2 separate regions of the Rattus norvegicus genome follow, and region 2 is linked to region 1. A link is a contact called in public HiChIP or PLAC-seq data. All regions are on one chromosome and are shown on one strand. The core of a region is the stretch at or near the end of the contact, and the rest is flanking DNA. Distances in the headings are between cores, read along the strand shown. Region 1 holds the start of Bclaf1 (BCL2-associated transcription factor 1). Region 2 holds the start of Ahi1 (Abelson helper integration site 1).

The links. HiChIP or PLAC-seq counts read pairs in DNA pulled down with a chosen protein or histone mark.
Region 2: a contact with region 1 is called in an H3K27ac HiChIP or PLAC-seq map of oligodendrocytes, with 12 times the contacts expected there. The contact joins the promoter of Ahi1 here to the promoter of Bclaf1 in region 1. A contact is called at or near these places in 2 of 12 Hi-C or Micro-C datasets (the A7r5 cell line and mammary epithelial cells) and 1 of 1 datasets of contacts at active chromatin or transcription factors (oligodendrocytes).

What each region holds. Positions count from the first base shown.
Region 1 is chr1:16,906,802-16,909,501 of GRCr8, reverse strand. Bclaf1 (BCL2-associated transcription factor 1) reads right to left here and starts at 1,382. Exons shown (of 13, transcript NM_001047852.2): 1 at 1,264-1,382.
Region 2 is chr1:17,580,747-17,583,446 of GRCr8, reverse strand. Ahi1 (Abelson helper integration site 1) reads right to left here and starts at 1,416. Exons shown (of 24, transcript NM_001002277.2): 1 at 1,317-1,416.

The sequences.
Region 1 (2,700 bases), core at 133-2,632:
ATATGTGCTGTAGCAACAGGATATCTGTGAAGTGACTAACAGTTTTCATCAGTTTTAGGTATATTCACTTTCAGTTTCTGTCTTTTTTCCTTTTCAATTCTAGTTGAGAAATTAAAAAAAAAAAAAACGTAGAAAGTACTGCTCCTCGACTTTGACTATTAAACCTAAAAACTGTTAGGCATGAATTTGCACATCCATAACCCAAACACGTAACTACATGGAGAACCCGAAGCCACTAGGTCCCAAGAAGCTCGTCTGGGATACAGAAGTCCAATATTCTGGTCACTCCCCAGACCAAGAAAACAAATCCTTAAAACGCAGAGGGGTCCGAAGTAGTGACGAAAAACTATTATCCCACTACTCGAGGCCAGCGCTGGGTGACAGAACTATAACCTCAACTTCTCTTCCGACCCCACCAGTCACCGCTGCCAATATCCTGAATTTCTAAGGAGTGCCAACTCTTACTAAAAATGGTATGTCAGCGCTCGGATTACTGAGAAAGGGCCCTTCTCAGACGCACCCGATAAGACCCGAATCCCGCTAGAAACAGTAACTACGCACCGACTGATCGTCTAGGACAGAGTGAGCTGATAGGGAGGCAAAACGAAAAACTTTGGCGCCAACACCCAGGTGCTGGCAGGTCGGCTATAAGCAACAGATCAAAAGCCTCCATCTGATTAAACCGGGCCTAAACCGACAGAGGCGAGGAAGGCAGCATAACTCCCACGCACTACGTGGTTGATCCTCTCGCCTAACACTGCCGCAGGTCCAAGCCCCAAAGGTTAGGCCAGGAAGGAAGACACCTCCCCCAAGGCCAACGACAAGCCGGCTCCGAAGCCAACACACGCGGCGGCGTTGCCATGGGCAGGGAAAGAAAGGAAAAAAGCACGCGTGCGCAGAGCCCAACAGCGGGCGCGCGCCGGAGTCCCGTCTGAAGCGGTGGGGGGAAGGGTTGGAGAGAGGTTCGCGCATGCACAAGCGCACGCGAAGGCCTCACGGTCTCCGGAACCCGAGCCAGATTCGCAGCCAGGCCCGCTCTTCGCGCCAGCTCCCCATCCCCCACCCCTGCGGCCCGCGGCGCCTTCCAAACCCGAGGAGGTGACGATGAAAACGCACAAGTAACGGCTCCGAGGTGGGGGGGTGGGGGGGGAGTCTCCTTTCTCGCCGCCGACCCGTCACCACGCACGAGAGTTCTCAACACCCAACGGTCCTGTCTCCTCGACTTTTTTCTTTTGAGTGACTGGAATGCAGCGCAAGGCCTACCTGACACGCCGAAGCACGATTCTCAGGATTTACCTCCGCTGTAACTACACAGCGGCCATTTCCCGACTCCAGAAGGAGAGGAAGACCATAGAGGTGGCCTCGTCGCGCTAGCTCGGCTCCGTCACTTCCGACTTGGGGCGTGGCCTTCAGTGCCGCTAAATATCTAGGCAGGCCCCTCCCACCCTCCCGCCCAGGCGCGGCTCTAGAACCGCTGTTGAGCTGTAGCCCAAGGCTTTCTGGGAAGTCGCGTGGCTGGTCTCGCGAGAAGATGTAGCCGGCAGGGGTAGGGGCCAGGGCCCGGCCGGGAGCCGAAGGGCCTCGAAGGGCCGCTCTTAGGTGCTGACTTCTCGGCCTTGTCCTAAAGAGACTTCTTGTCCCAAGGAATTTAAAGTGTCGCCCTTCTTGTGAACTGCACTTAACGAGCCGGGGTCATTCAGAGACGGCGGCCCAGAGCACGTCAGGAGCACTCACTGAGGAAACCGGCCGGAAAACCAACGACGCAACTGCGTCCGCCCGGAAGCGCCGCGTTCCTCCGACGCCTTGCCCGACTGTTAAAGGGCTAAACGCCCTGTACCGATTCGGCCGAGTCCCGAGTCGCTTCCTGTTAACTCGGCCTCCTGGCCGGTCCTGAGACTTGTCGTCTGGGCGATTGCGTCATGGGGTAGCTCCTAGCTTCCCGGACGCTGAAGCCTGGCCCCTGAGGCTTTCTCAAGGTTGGCACCTATCCGGAAACCTCACACCCTAACTGGACCTACCAGAATCATAAATAAGCAAGCCAGGATTGATTTGAAGCAAATTGCAGACCTTCAAGCTGTTTTTATCAAAGCGGGACTACTTAGTAAAACCGTTATTACGGTTTGATGTTATGGGACAACGTTAAATTCCTTGAGGGGCTTCAGAGTTGCCATTTGCAGCCTGTCAGTTAAGTTCAGCATTAGAGTTTGATTCTGATCTTTAACCCTGTTCAGGGCGGTCTGCCCTCACAATCCAGATCAGCACACAGCGGAAGTATCTGACTTTCCAATGAATTGTAGTTTTTTATTGTATTTTAATTGGGCTATCTGCTCTGCACCCAGCCCCACTCTAAAGGTAAAAGCTACGATCTGTGGAGTACACTGGACCCTGGTAGGTCCAAAGCATTAGGTGGGAGCTCAGAAAATATTTGTCAAGTAGGTGAACTGTATTTAAATGAAACAAAAAGGCATCGCAACTCTACATTAATGAGACAGCAGGTGCCAATACCTCTTAATCTATTCAAGACACCAAAATTAATCATTTTGCAGCTACTAAGTCATGTGCAATTTTAGTAAGTGTTGAAAAGTGACCTTTTCACCTAAGGCATGAATCCCCTGGGCTGGGGATTGAACCCCAGACCTGCCTGGTATATGCTACATAATTGCTCAACCACAGAAGTACGCCTTCCAATCCCAACTATGA
Region 2 (2,700 bases), core at 167-2,666, 670 kb before region 1:
ATGCGTGGGTGGCATCAGTAAGCAGCACTTACATATTGATAGGAGGGCAAGATAAATGAAAAAATAATAATGCACATCACAGGTGCTCAGTAAAATGACTTTATGTCCATTTAACAAATAGATAAGAAATAAAATATTAAATGTATAGTTAATGATGTAATATTTGAAATTTTGAGGTATAACTGAGTAAACAGTAATATTTAATGATAACATCACAACGAAAGAATCATTTTAATGTTAATGCATACTACAGAAAACACAGTAATTAGTAACTTATATCTGATTAATGACATCACCATAATTTATATTGTATAATTTTATAATGTGTATTTAGATTATATTTAATAAAACATCCCTAATTTTGTAGATGTCATTTTACAAAACAATTTTTTAAAAAATTAGCATGCACAGTATTAGACATCACTATATTCATCAAAAGTCTTTCCATCAAAAACATGGGAGGTTCTTAGAGAGACTGCGCAGAAAAATTAACTGGATTACGTTTCCTCCCCCCTTCTGAAAAACATGGAGTATGTGCTTACACATCAATGCAAAAAAAAAAGAAAAGAAGTGGGCACACTTAGACAAGGATTCTGTAGCAAATTTTCATAACAAAAGAAAAAGAACAAAAAGCCATGTTTGTGTAATTCAATCAATAAATCTGTCATAGTCCCATAAATAAATAATATTGTAAATATTGCTAAAAATTCTTTTTGCATTTGAATTTGCTGCAAATATCCTTTTAAATATTCCCTTTTCTTCTCCCGAGAGCGCAAGTAATTGGTTACGCAACAGGTGAAATACTTGCTGGCATCTTTTTGCTTTAACGAAACAAAACAAAATCACAGAGGAAACGTTTCTACGACGTTTACACAGTTACAATAAAGGCAGAATTTACCATTTAGTAGATTCCCGGATAGCCTCCGTTTCGGGGGGCTTTAGGCATTGGGATGAGCCTACAATTGAAACGTAATCAATTACTGTACTTAGATGTAATGAAGACAGCCTGTCACTGCGCACCTGACTGTCAATCTACAAGGAAACACGCAGCAGCTCGAGGGGCATTTAAGCCCCTGAACCCCGATGGGAAGGCGAAGGCTGTGTCTGTCGGTCAGAGCACTGTGCAAGGCAGCCGGGACAAGCAAAAGAGAGGCCACTCGCGGGCATCCCCCGCCTCCAGCAGCCCGCTTGCGAGCATCCAAAAGCCTCCGGGAGTCCCTTTGCGCATCCCCGGGTCTTCGACAGTCTCATCGCCGTCCCCCCCAGGGACAGGGAAGGCCTCGGCCCCCACTACAGTGCGCCTGCCGGATACTCACGGAAAGGAGAGACAGCCGGACGACGCGAAGCGGCTCCCTGCGCCCAGGCAAGGGCTAGGGAAGCAGCAGCTCAACCCGCTCGACCGCTGGCCACGCACGCTGTCCAGTCAGCCCAGTGTCGCAGTGCGGGAGGCGCGCCGCCCGTGACGTCAGGCCCGCCTCTGCCGCTGTTACCTAGGTAACTGAGTCGCCGGGCAGAAGATGCCAGCCTGACCACGGCCACGCCCCCTACCCAGCCTCCGGAGCGCGTTTCCGGGGTCCGGCGGGCGCGCGCACCCGGCCGGAGGCTGAGTTCCGCCCTCAGCGCCGGAAGCGAGTCCCGAGTGCACGTCTCCCGCTAGTGAAACCTGTCGGCTCTCGCCGCGGGCAAAGCGCGGTCACTCAGAGCTTGAAGGAGAGTGTGTGTGTGTGTGTGGGGGGGGGGGGGACATAGGTGGGAGGTGACGCGTCCGGCGTAGATACGGGAACGAGTGGATGGATGGATGGATGGATGGATGGATGGATGGATGGATGGATGGATGGATGGATGGATGGGCGAGTGAGCGAATGAGGCAGCACAGCCGAGAAAGACTCGTCACCCCACAAAATGAGACGCGCCTTTAAATGTGAATGGGGATCCCTGCTGCAGACAAATCCTCAGGCGCCCGAGTTTACAGTGTGGAAAAGGGATTACGCCACATTTACTTTCCAACGCCCCCTCACTTCCGCTTCAGGCGCCATCTTGGGCTTGTGAGTCACCCAGAGTGGAAAAATACGAGGTGCATCATTTCCCTCAGAATCAGACGCCATTTTCGGCTGCTGCCCTCCCACACAACCTGTGGCTCCTTTGTATGGCGACAGTATTGCGTGATTGTCCGGAGGCCAGCTTTTCCGTTCTGACTGGTATCAGACCTAACAAAACACATCTCGTCAGGGTCTCAAAATGCAATGAGGAGACCACGGGAAATGTCACCAATATAAAGCCTGCATGTTGAGCTGCTGAGTTTGTCATTCAAAAAAACCCTCAAAATCCCCTCCTCTAAACCTATCTTGATTTAAGCTACCTCCATCCCTGCAGGGTTTTACCAAACCTATCTTTAATGTCCCTAGTGCAAAGCCTATCCATTACGGTTACCTAAGGCAACCTGCCAGTCTTTCTTACGCGGGAACTGGCCTCACTACCTGTGTCCTGACTCCAGTTTTGACTTCGAATTTTCTTTCCCAACAGTGCCAGACTAACCTTATTAATGTGAAGCTGGTAACGCTACTGGTACCCTCTTTTGAAAATTACTTCAAACGAGAACAATCTCATCACGTTGCCATGGATACGGATGCTCCCTCTCCCTGGGGTTACTCTCTCATTACCTTCTTTTATTCAGTTTTACACATTTTTTTTGAATTACGT